Linked DNA regions of Anas platyrhynchos: all the other regions are linked to region 1. Evidence: chromatin contacts called from public Hi-C data. All regions are on one chromosome and are shown on one strand. Each heading gives the region's core, a stretch centred on a gene start, on an enhancer-like site or on the middle of the called end of the contact. The rest is flanking DNA. Distances are from core to core; before and after follow the strand shown. Region 1 holds the start of PLPP3 (phospholipid phosphatase 3). Region 2 holds the start of USP24 (ubiquitin specific peptidase 24). Region 3 overlaps LOC106017510 (a long non-coding RNA gene).

The links. Hi-C and Micro-C count contacts between places; a contact is called where the count stands out from the background.
Region 2: a contact with region 1 is called in a Hi-C map of skeletal muscle, with 3 times the contacts expected there. The contact joins the promoter of USP24 here to the promoter of PLPP3 in region 1. A contact is called at or near these places in 7 of 8 Hi-C or Micro-C datasets (F1 follicle, F5 follicle, liver and 3 more).
Region 3: a contact with region 1 is called in a Hi-C map of subcutaneous adipose tissue, with 2.7 times the contacts expected there. The contact joins the enhancer-like site here to the promoter of PLPP3 in region 1. A contact is called at or near these places in 3 of 8 Hi-C or Micro-C datasets (F5 follicle, skeletal muscle and subcutaneous adipose tissue).

Annotation. Positions count from the first base shown.
Region 1 is chr8:34,979,243-34,983,388 of IASCAAS_PekinDuck_T2T, forward strand. It overlaps PLPP3 (phospholipid phosphatase 3), which reads right to left and starts at 1,685. Exons shown (of 6, transcript XM_021273272.4): 1 at 971-1,685. The coding sequence starts at 1,109. It overlaps LOC140003140 (a long non-coding RNA gene), which reads right to left. Exons shown (of 2, transcript XR_011811167.1): 2 at 3,938-4,146.
Region 2 is chr8:34,559,720-34,563,865 of IASCAAS_PekinDuck_T2T, forward strand. USP24 (ubiquitin specific peptidase 24) reads right to left here and starts at 2,099. Exons shown (of 67, transcript XM_038182855.2): 1 at 1,624-2,099. The coding sequence starts at 1,959.
Region 3 is chr8:34,662,259-34,666,404 of IASCAAS_PekinDuck_T2T, forward strand. The region is part of intron 3 of LOC106017510 (a long non-coding RNA gene); the gene reads left to right. Among named protein-coding and RNA genes, the nearest start is that of USP24, 100 kb to the left of the region's middle. Within about 2 kb of position 2,408, at least 4 of the 8 cell types and tissues checked have an H3K27ac peak or open chromatin away from gene starts, as enhancers often do. A contact at or near this core is called in F5 follicle and subcutaneous adipose tissue, where this site is marked.

The sequences.
Region 1 (4,146 bases), core at 435-2,934:
GCTTACGTTAGTTTCACATAGAGGATACTGAGTATTTTTATTTTTTCCAGATACAAGATGAAGCTTTCTGCACTGGCCCCTATTCTTGTGGGAATATAAAGAGAAAACCATGCCTCTCTTCTTAATATATTAGTGCCTCGTAATATACACCAGATGATCAATAAACTACAGAAAAATTAAATCAAACTGACAGTCCTCAAAAAAACGGGCCCTAAGCAGAAACAATTGTTTTAAAGACTGTGGTGTCTGGAGTATTAAACTCACGTGCTGTTGCGTTATTAATCTCTTTGTTGGAAGCCAGTTGATTTCCCCTGCCTGCGTCTGTCAATTAAATATTCGGCATCGCAGCCATAATTGACCGGTTGATGTTTTGGCATGCGAAGGCTTTTCGGAGGCAGAGCGCTGACAGTTTCTGTGCCTGCCCCACCACTTCCAAAAAGCCCAGCGGGGCTGAGGCTGGGGCTCCTCCAGGCACTGGGAGATGCCCGGGCGAGCTTCAAAGCAGCTTTTTAAACAACCGAGGGAGATGGAGAGAGGGAGGCAGCACCACCACCCCCCCGGCACAGAGCAGAGTCAAAGCTTTGCTCCCTGTCCCCGGAGCCCCCCCAGCACTGCCTCCACCTGGAGCCCGCAGCCCCCGGGGAGCAGCGGGGACCCTGCCGGGGGCACCCCCAGCGCCGGGGGAGCGCACGGCAGCGCGGGGCCGCAGAGTTAAACAACTTTGGGGTTTAACAAAGTTAAATAAATTGCAAAAAGAGCTGGCTCGGGGGGTTGTGCACACTTCCCAAGCTTGTGTCTCTCTCTCTCTCACCCCCCCCCCCCCCTTCCGTAGGGCCCCGCTTTTGTTCGGGAAGCGGCGCGGCCCCGGCCCGGCTCGGCTCGGCTCAGCCCCGAGCCTCCCTCCCCAGCGGGACCCGGGGAGAGGATGAGGAGGAGAGAGGGGAGAGGAAGGCTGGGGCGCAGTGCTCACCCATGACGAGGCAGAGGAAGTCGAGGCAGATGAGCAGGGCTTTCTTGCTGCTGCCTTTGGCCGGGTTGTTGTTCAGCGCCGGGCTGCCCCCGTTCTTGCTCTCCGGCGCGATCGCCTTGTCGTACTTGTAGCTCTGCATTATCGGGGGCGAAAGCCCGAGCCGTGCCGTGCCGGGCCGAGCCGAGCCGTGCCGAGCCGTGCCGGGCCGGGCTCGCACGCGGTGCGCCGGGGAGGTGCTGCCGGAGCCGCTCCCGGCCGCTCCGCTGGGGCCACGGGAGGTTGAAACGCAGGCGGGTCTTCCCCCGAAATAAATAAATAATAGCAACAACAAAGTTTAAAAAATTAAAAAAAGAGCAAAACAACAACAACAGCAAAAAAAAAGAAAAAAGCACAAAACCACCAGCGAAGGTGGGAGGGAAGGGGGGGAAAGAAGAAAAAAAAAAAAAAATGAAAAAGAAAAAGTTTGCGGCTGTCCCAGCGGCGGTGGAAAAGTCCTGGAGGAGAAGTCGAAGGGAAGGAGAAAAGCCTCGGCGTGCGCCTAGCAGGGCGGCTGGGTGCCGGGGGAGAGGTGCGGAGCGAGGGGCGAGCAGCTCCCGGGGGCAGGTGGGCTCCGCGCTGCGCTGCCTTGGGGGCTCCCGACGCGCCCGCCCCGGCCGCTCTGGGAGCCACCGGCTCGTTGCTGCACTTTTATTTCGCGAGCTCCTTTCCACCCCTTAGAAAAAAAAAAAAAAAAAAAACGAAGGGGGAAAAAAAAAAAAAATATCAGTCACTTCGCCTCGGATGGGATATCCAAGTAAGCACAGCCCCTTTCCTGCATCTGACATTTTACATAGCTAATTAACTCCACATTTTTCCCTGAGGGAAGTTGGAAAAAAAAAAAAAAGAAAAGAAAAAGAGTCAGGAACTAAAGTTTTTTCGCAGAGAGCCTCTAGCGTTCACAAAGCAGAGGAGTGCAACGGCGGAGGGAGGGAGGGGGGGAAGAAAAACAACCAGCCTTTCCAAGGGAGGACTCTTAAAAGGTGCTTGTGGTGTGAAGGGGAGAAGACTGGTGACAAATAGCTTAAAACTTTTTTTTTTTTTTTTCTCCCCCTGTTTTTCCCCCCCTGCCTCTAAGCTCTGCTCCCTGTGCTGGGACAGGCCCTTTTCCAGTGTGTGCAGTGCCCACAGACCCTAACACCCAACAGACCCCAATAGGGCCACCATGCGGGGCCGGGTCCTGCCGTGCCCATGCGGGGCTGTAGGATGGGTCAAGGGAAGGCTGGGTGCCAGTGGCCACCGAAGCCTAGCATCCTCATTCTCCTGTGGCAGCAGCACCAGCTTTGTGAAATAAAGGTAACAAGAGCGTTAGGAGTTAGGTAGGGGATTGTTACCTTGGCTAATTGTCCCTTTGGTCTAATTAGGAATTGCCAGGGATGCAAATGAAGCGTTCGCCAGGAATCCCGGATGGCAATTTTAACAGCTCCGAGCAGGGAGGCTGGGGGAGCGGGCAGAGCCTGTGGGTACCAAAGGATGCTGCTCGGGACAGCATCTGACCGCTATTTTTTCTGCTTTTGCCTTGTAGCTGACCTCGGGCTCCCGTCCGCGCTGGAGAACCACCGCCAGCGGAGCTGCAGACTGCAGCCAAGGCAAGAGCCCGCGCCTCGGCGGGGGCAGGTTTTCCAGGAATCTGTTTAGACACATACCTGGGCACATTTGGGCCAGCCTGGGAGGAAGAAAGCGAAGTGGCTGTTTTAATATTTTACTTGTATATGTGCGGTGTAAAAAGAAAAGGGAAAACAGACCTTGGGTTTTTCGCCAATTCTTTCATCGCGCCTCAACAGCATGGACTCGGGTGCTGTCTCCCACCTTGCTTTGAAGGAGACACCTCTCTTTTGCCTCACATCTCGTGGTGAGGAGGGCAAAACCATCAGTTTTTGACCCAAAACCATTCCCAGTGGTGACGGTCATCCAGCTGGGGCCACCTTGTGACTCCAGGACACGTCTCAAGGTCTCTCTCTCCTTCCCCTGACCGTAAGTGCCAAATTTAGGCTCCCCAGCTGCCTGGAGCGAGTGGAAAGAATCCTCACATGGGAATTGTCACCCACCCGGGGCCAGCCCTGCTGCCCAGCCCAGCTCCCTCCCCGAGGGCTGGCACCAACCTGCCCCAAGGAGCCTGTGGCTTTCGGCAGCCGGCTCCAGCCGCCCCAAGCATGCATCCAAACCTGCTGATTGACAGTGATCCCCATGGAAATTCCCTGGGTTCAATTCAATTTTGTGTTTAAAGTGAGAAAATAAAACAAAATAAAATAAAAAAGACCTGTCATTGTAACAACAAATGAGTAAAAAAAAAAAAAAAAAGGCCTTTTTTTGCTTAAAGGGAAAGTGAGGGATACTGAAATTAAAGTTTTATATTTGCATTTACAAGGCCCCTCAGGCCACTAATGTTTGCATTTTCATAACAAAAAGATTGTGCTGTTAATTGATGCAAGCAATGGTGCACAAATAAGTCCCAATCTTGGACAATTTCTTAAGGGAACAGCCACTACAATCCCCCATTGTCAAGCGTGAACTGAGCAAGCCATTGGTGCCAAAAGGCAGCTTCTGTGCCTTGGTCAATAATATGCAAGAGATTCGTTGGTAATAATTAATTGTTCATTCATAAATGCAATTATTGAATGCACCACGCACCAGCTACCCTTTTAGGGCTCCACTTTTCTTCTCAGTCCTACTCTAAATTCCTGCCATGGGCTGTACTTTTTCTTGATATAGATTAAACAAACCAACTGCGTTTATGTTACCAGTGAGTTTTACCCCACTTTTTTGGAGATCTCCCATGATTTTCACCATCTTCCATTGTGAGCTGAACCAGGCCCCAATGAATGAAGAACACAGCACGAGGATAATTTATCAGAAGATAAAGCATTTGCAGTAAAATTTCTTCTTGCCCAGATCTGCACCTTAACTGTAGTATTTCAGAACCCAACAATATTAAAACAGAAATCGTGTTTTATTCATCCAGTCTGGTCATTTTATGAGAATAAGCTCCTTTAAAACCACTGTTGTAGCAGGAGCAGCAGCAATGGGATGCTTGTACCCCTTGTGTCTTTGTATCTGCAGGACGTGGCTCCAACCCCCCTATGGAAATCTGCTTGTTCCACAACAATAACTTAAAACTGAAAGCACCTCTTCCACATTCA
Region 2 (4,146 bases), core at 849-3,348, 420 kb before region 1:
GCATGACAAAAATGTAATGCATACACGTGCAGAAACTGACAGATGTTCATACATAAATGGATCCAATTACTAAACTGAGGCCTGAATTCATATAAAGGTTCATGCAGTAAGATACTGCAATCCTTCCGTGCTGATTTTGCAGACTTGCAGTCATTTGCATACATTCAAATGTTTTGGTTTCCCTCCTGGGGGTTAACAAGAACACAAATCAAAGCAAACAAGAACACGGGTGGCAAAGGAAACTGAAGTATAAGTTTGATCAGACAAACAAACTGAAATAACAGAAAAAACCTCTTATAGTTGTCAGTGTCATCTGTAATAGGAACAGAAGGGGAAAAAACACGCTTGTCTGAAGCTTACACTGACAGCTTCTCTGTACATGTCACACTGACAGCCCAGTTAGTCCCATCTGTAACCACGAGATACCTGACACGGAAATCCACCCTCTTCACGGCTAACAAGCTCTGAACACCACCAGCAGAACTCTCTCACAACCCTCCAAAGCGAAGGCACGAAACTCGTTCCCTGTTGCTTCAGTCAGGGAATTTCAAGCAACTCCTCTTCTGCACAGCACACGTGCAGCCCCACAAATCAGCTTACTCCACACACGTACATCACCATCATACACCAGGGAAGGATCTAAACCAGTTAATTCAGCAAACAGGATCGCTGTTCTGCAAGAGGGGACTTCAGGTAACACACCAAGACTGGATATGGCCGATCCGTGCGAGTGTAACTACGTGCACGTAGGTATGTGCACATATTCTTCATATATGTTTTAATAGGTAAATACACACGCAGAAAGATATCCCTTCTGGCTCAGGATATCCCCAGGACACTGTTTGAGGTGCATGAGCATGTTGTTATTCATGTGCTTAGGCACCTGCTGTTGGCCACTGAGACAGACCATGCAAGGTGGCCCTTGGGTACCGGGACCACACAGCGGGGCTGCTCCGTTCTGCTCTCACCCCTTGGGCTCCTGAGTCAGGCTTAGCTCTTTCCATAGGCACCTGGGCAATTTTGGGGAAGAAGAACAGACCTGGAGGAGGAGAAAGCTTTACAGGTGAGTGCTGCAAGCGCACTCCAGGCAGCAGAGCAAGAGCCAGCAGCGCATTTGCTGGCCGAGGAGCTGAGTTCTGGAAAAGCGTGGAAGAGGAGGGAAAAAAGCAGAAGAGGGAGGAAGGGGAAGGAGCGCGCGAGGCTGACATTCGCCAGCCCTCCTGCTTCAGGCGTCTTTTTAAAACACAGCTATAATTAACGAGGTGCAGCCTTTGTTTTAAAAACACTTGCACTCGCCGTGTTTCCACGGGCGAACTCGTGGCCTATCCAAAAAAAAAAACCAAACAACAAAACACCCAGGATTTGCACTTGGCATCGAGTAAATAGTGTTTAAAATATATATATATATATAAATGGAGTGCAGTCAATTATGGGGTTATGCAAGAAGGCACGGGGCTGGGGGGGGGGGGGGGGTTGTGGGGCAGCGACGCATTCCTTGAATGCCAAGGAAAATAATGCAACAGCAGGTAAGGGAAACACACACAGAGGCCGGGGCACCCCGAGGGGCTCCGGGGGGGCTCCCCCACCGCCCCCCTCAGCCCCTCGCCCTCCCTCGGGGCTCACCTCAGCGTCCACCACTTCGTGGTAGGCGGGCGGGGGGTCGAAGCCCCCTCCTCCTCCGCCGCCCCCTCCGCCACCACCGCCGCCTCCACCGCCGCCCCCGTCCCCGTCTCGGTGCCCTTGCCCCCCGGCGGGGGAGCCGTGGCCGCCGGCCGGGCCGTGCCCGCTGTCCATGGGCTCGTAGCCGCCGTAGTGGAGGCCGGGCCGCTCGTTGGTGAGCAGCGCCACCGCCTCGTTGATGTCGTTCTTGGCCAGGCGCAGCGCCTTGCGGATGGCGGAGGCGTCCGAGAAGCCCATGCAGAGCAGCGTGGTCATGTGCTGCTCCTCCTCGCTCTCCATGGCCCGCGGTAAAGTGGAGGGGGGGGAGCCCCGGCGGCGGCGGCGGTCGCCGGGCTCCGGGCTCCGGCCTCAGGCGCTGCCCGCCGCGCGCGCCGCCATCTTGCCGGCAGCGCCTCTCCCCCCGCCCTGCCCGCCCCGCCCGCCCCGCCCCTGCGCGGCCCGGAAAGAGGGGAAGGGAGGGGGGGGGGAGAGGGGGGGACGTATCACGTGACGGGGGAAGCGAGGCCGGCGGGGATGAATGGAGCGTGCGGGGCGTTGTCACGGAGACTGGGCACGTGACGGGGGCGGTGTTGCCATGGAGACGGCAGCGGCGGGAAGGGGGGGGGTCGGGGCCTGCTCGCGGCTCTCATGGTGTGTGATGGGTCCGGTGGGGAGTAAACCCCGTAAAGAAGTGCAAAGATAATAATAAAAGTGCTCCAGCCCAATGAATTGCATTTGTGTGTGGTTCTTAAAAAGTACTTGTCCAAACTCTGGCGCCGTATGGAAGTGAGATCTGCACCCCTTAAGCTATCCACTCAGTATCTGCCCCTCCGTTTTATCAAACACTTTAACTGCCGCAGGAAAGGAGGCAGCTGATAAAAGATTTGTGAAGATTGGTGCTGGGATCGTGTGTTAGCAGTGGCTGGCATCACTAAGAGCACCGGGGTGAGGAAACTACAAATAGTTGCCTGAAATCTGAGGCACGGATTAAATCCAGCATAAGGGAATCTTTCTAGGGAACACCAACAATCCCTGAACTTTCAGAGCTCTGTGTCCATCCCTGCTCCTGATGGTGTCTGTGGAAAGAAACTGACTGACAGATCTGCCTGTTTGACTGGTAAGGTTTTTGAATAATTTTTAGATAGCAGTGTGCCACCAGTGCTCCCATTATCTTTGTGTGCTGACCCAAAAGGTAATCACAACTCTTTCATATCCTGAGTTTCATGTATTTATTTGTTTTCTGTAGGTGACATTCAGTGGAACGTAGGTATCGTGCCCGACTCAACCTCAGCGTCTGGATCGAAGGAGGGTTCTTCAGTCACGCAGATCTCCAGCTATAAAAGGAACTCGTATGGCTCAGTTTTGCCAGGATCAAGAAAAAAAATCTATCATTTCGAGTGCAATCAGTTAATATGCTGAATATTGACTCACTGCTTACTCATGTACTCAACGTTTAAATTACACTTTCTCATTTTTGAAACATAAGTAATGATTTAATCCTCACAGGCTGATGAAGTCAGTTGGCATCATTTTCCTTTACTAGTGGAAGACAAGTCTGTAGGAAAAAGTGGTATCTTATATTAGATGTCATTATTGATTTCAGATTTATTTCAAGGAAGGAGTCCTGTAAATTTGCCCTGAGCTAATTAATGAAAACATACCAAAAGTAATGGAGGAACTGACTGTAATCCCAGATGACTGAGCACAGAAGAGACTGCTTTACAGTTAAGTTACCGATGCACCACTGTCCTGAGAGAAGTTTGAAGGGAATTTGAATTTACCAATACGTGATGGTAGCACTTGGACACAGCAGCTGAATGTAACGTTGGCAGTGAGGTATACTGATCCTAAGCTTTTCACAGAGTTCTCTGACAGCATTTCTCTTGAAACTGTGTAAAGGACAAGACTGTATATTCCAGCTTATTGAAAGAATGGGTGCATCTTTTTCTAAAAGTTATTCAGCCTGAAAATCCCAGCTGAAAATGTTGTTCAAGCATTGTTATTTGAAGAAAAGTTTCAGGGAGAAGCACAGCAAACTTTTCTAACTGAGAACGAGAAATGTAGAGTGAGTCTTTCCTATGGGACATCACAAGGTGCAAGGAGACAAGGGAAGAAAAGAAGTTGAAGGAGGGAGCAAAACCCTCAAGATCTGCTTTTGGATAACTTGGAGTTTACAGCTGTTAGTTGCCAGTTTCTTAAGACATGTTTACTGTGACTGTTACTTTACAGAAGGTAGTGACTTTCTACAAAATTCATCATTCATGTATCCTGAAGTGCCTCTGGACATGAATAACCCCTGTTTTACAACAGAGACATTCTGGAACAGAAACTACTTCTTTGGTAAGTGACTTTCAGTAAATTCAATGCTGTGACATCAGACACAATTTTTGGGTTGACTCTGGGGTTTCCAGGCAGCCTGAAACTAGGGATTGATGGAACATTGCAATGATTTCTGTGGAGATGTTACAGTAGCAAGACTTGGTTAAT
Region 3 (4,146 bases), core at 1,158-3,657, 320 kb before region 1:
GTGGAACAGGCATGTTAAAGATGAGGGTTTTGGTCAAAGCCTCTGTGCATTTGTGCTTAGGGTGGAGAAGCTGAAGCTGATTATACCCTACAACATTTTTTCATGTCATACAGCTGCACAGTGGCAAAAAGAAATGTATTTCAGGTGTACATGACAGGTCTAATTCATCCTTGGTACCCCTCAGTATTAGGTTGGGACAGTGGTTGGAACTGTTGCTGTCAAATTCAGACCTGCTCCAAGCACACAGCTTGGACAGAAGGTGTTAATTTAACTGATGACTTAGGCCACATCCTAATTGGTTGGTCCTATCCTAGGTTGGTCCGAACTCCTTTGGGGTCTTTGGCATTTCCCAGCCCACCCAGCTTTGCCTGCTGCAGATGTTGCTGTCAGACCAGCGCTGGCTCTGTTCCAACTGCACCAGCAATGGACACTGCTAGGGAGAAATAGTTTGCTTTGGAGGAGGCTGTTTTAAGGAGCAAAGTGGCTTCTTCTCTGCCTTAAAATAAGCAGAATTGGGGCAGAATTGCTCCCTGGGAATTAGAGTTGGCCCTCATATTTCCCGAAAGCACGGATGTCATGCACGTAGGGTGCAACCCTCTCCGTCACCAGCTCATGTGCACAGCATGCAATAAATGTTTCCAGATCTGTAGGGCCCACTCTGCTGAAAAGACACAGTTGACTGTACAAGGAAACGAGCTATGTGCTTAAGAAAGGAGAGCTATTTTCTTGGAATAATGTCATATTCAGGTAAACCTTCCTCTTCAATAGCTCTTAATTACGCAACAGAAAGCAAACGTAGAACAGTCAAGGGGAGTGAGAAAACCATCTAGAGGATTTTTTGAGTGGGTTGGGCCCTTAAAACTCAAGCTGAAATGTGACTGAGGTGGGAAGTCCAAAAAACTCAGACTGAAAAAAAAAAAAAGTCCTGGAATTTATTAATCAAAGTCTTTTTTTTTTTTTTTTTCAGGAAAAACACAGTTAAAAATATTAAACCATCTTGAATAAAAAAGCCTCTCAGTCAGCCAAAAGAGTGAAATGAACCCTGCGATACTATTTGAAGTATGCAGGTGGTGTGCATAGACACTTGTATTTACCTTTCTACTCTAGTGAGTTCATAAAATAATTAAGAGGTGTGCTAGAAATACTGAGATGAAACATGGCCAATGGATAAAAAACGTTGAAATAGATTTATTTATTTTTTTATTTTAAAAAAAAGAAAGTACAGGAAAGATATGTAAGCAAGGGAATGGTTCCTGCTGAAAACTGATGGAAGCTCCATCATTTGGTTCATTTGAAACTGGACTGCACACATCACTAAAAAATATGCTAAGGGAAACAGCTGTAGGTTTGTTTCTCTAGGGAGGGGCAAGGCGATCTAATATATCTTCTTAATTTCATTTCTAATTCCTATGCTTGAAATAATGTAGACAAATCTTGAAATATAACATACAGTGTGCTAATTCCTTCCTTTCTTCCTGTCTAGAGAGAGATGTTGAGTTGAAGGCAATTACCCAACATTTCTGACTATTATTTTTAGCCTGGTTTCCTAAGGAAATGAATCTCATGTGAACACGGTGTCCCTGTGTCCGCCTGCCAGGCCCTTTTCTTTCCTCTTCCCCCAGGAACTTCTTGGCCAAATCTCAACCGAATTTAAGAGAGGGCTGGGGTCTGAAGAGATATTTCAGTTCTTCAAGGTTTACAAGTAGGAGTGGCTATGGGGTGCGTGTAGCAGCATTAGACAGACTGTGTTGAAGCTTTGCTTGTATTTGGCATCTGAAAGTCTGTGGTGAGCTCAGCCTGGGGGTAGGACCCAAGGAAATGGGTGCCCTTCTGGCCAAGGTCAGCCCATGGGTTTGCTCAGACAGTGACGGGGACGGGGCTGTGCCAGGACCATTTGTCTGGGCAGGAGGAGCAGTGCTGGAAGCACCACGCAGGTCACAGCCCTGCAGACGCGTTGGCGTGTCTGCCTCTGCTGTGCTTTCCTGTCCTCTTTTATTGTCTCTTCGGGGTGTGCTGGGGTGAACCGCTGTGACGGGACTCCACCGCGGGGCCTCGGGGCCAGCACGCAGGCCTGCCCGGCTCTCACAAGGCCTTTTTTTCCCCTAACTCCTCCTTTGAAGTCCCCTCGCCCCACACCCGAGGAAGCTGATGTCATCGGAGGATGGGAGGCCGTGGCCGCTCTGGCCAGTTCCCACCTTCGGAGGAAGGAAATTCCTTGGGGCAAAGCTGTTTATCTCTTGGCCCCCAGAGAGCCGGACTGAGAAATGATGTGACTTTCTGAAAGCTGATGATTTTTGGCTCCCCCCTCGCCTCCCTGCGCTCGCTGGGCCTTCATTGTGAGGGTGGCTGCCTGGGGACGCCCCGCTGATTGCGGTGTCAGAAAGCCGAAGCCCGGCGCCTTAATTACTTTTACACCTTGCTTGTGGAATGTGCTCTGCAGAAACACAAAGCGTCGTGCCAGCTCATTTCTGTGAACTGATTAAGGAAGAAAAGCCCAACAAACTACCCCCCCTGGATTAGTGAGGGCAAAGAGCCAGTGCAGCTCTGCAAGAAGGAAAAGGTGGGACTTGCTGCTCCAGAGGATGCAAAGGAAGGGGCCCTGGCCACAGCCTTGAAGCCCTGGTAAACGGAGCACTGAAATTGCCTGCTGTGCTGCGGAGGAGAGTGGTGGCAGAGGAGGAAGGATGGGGAGGGTCTCAGACAGTCCTGCCCAAGGATACTTACAGGTTCCTTACCCAAGGCTGCAGAGTATGGCTGAGTATGTCCTTGGGCATCTACGGCCTACATAAAAAAACAGAGAGGCCCTGTTTTGCTGCTAGGTGAAAAGAAACAATTTCTGCGTTCACAGCCCCAAGTGTGGAGTAGCTACACCCTCAGGCAGCCATCTCACTGTGGCCACAACAGGCAGCACCAAAACCCACAGGGTCTGACCATAAACCCCACACGAAGCAGAAGCTTGCCACGGATGAAGGCAGTGGGTCACACCAGGAGCCCAGAAGTGGCTGTGTGTTATCGCAGAGCAACCTCTGGCTGGGGATTGTCTCTGACAAGTATCTCGCTTTGCAGCCGAGAGGGCGCGTGTCAGGCAGGAATGTGCTGTCTGACGTCCTGGCCTCCGGTCAGCACAGCCAGAGCTTTCCCCCCTCAGTGTACCGTCTCAGTGTCCTTCTAGATATCAAGGAGTCTGATCCTTCTTTTAGCCTTCCTCTGTCCCAGGTGAAGTCTTCACAGAATCCAGCGCTGGCACTCTCCTCTGCAGCAGGAGGAATGTGCTGACACACAGATATCACTGGACTGGCAACCTACGCTGGAAACACGGTTATTCGAGCCAAGAGGTTTCTTTTGCTGGTGTAGTTTATCAGAGCTACCCAAACAAAGTCAGCTATCCTGGAAAGAAAAAATATCCCTCCTTTTGTAGCACTGCATCCACACCAGGGCTTTTTGTTGGCATAGCTCTCTCTCTCGCAGGGATGATGTCTTTGTTTGTTCACACTCCTAGCTGACATAATTAGGCTTGCAAAACTTCCAGCCCTGGCAGAAAAGGGGTCAGCTTGCTTCAGGAGCACTTCCACACACCAGTGAGAAATGCTGTTGTCCTGAGGTAGTCCATTACATCTATTTTCCATCAGTGTAAAAGATCTCCCACGGCACAGAGAAAAAAAAGGAATCTTAAAAGCTTTGTTTTGTCCAGTGATTTTTGTTGATCCATTATACCTGCTCCTGTGCAGACCTTGCTCACAAATTGCCACAGGGTAGAGCTACAGGGTGCTGGCGAAACAAGCACGTGGAATTTGTTTGCGGTTATTCAGGCAGATGAAGAAGCATGGAAAGAGAACACCATGACCCAATAATTGTGCTTGTTTCAATCCACTGACTGTGTACCTTATGTACAAATCAGGACCCATTAGCTGTTGTACGGAACGCTGAATCAATGTGCTTAAATTACACGCTGCTGCCGTTCATCCTGAACAGGTTGTACAAGTGGGGACTTTTTGTCCTTCTGCTGAAGTGCAAATACAGCTGAGGAGAGAGGCAGAAGTTGCTGGGAAGACGTGGAGTGCTTCATGTCAGTGAGGGAAGAACGGCCAGGTTGGGACGGGTGGGTTCGGGAAGGGGGCTGTCACTTGGTGCCTGAGGCAAAAAGTA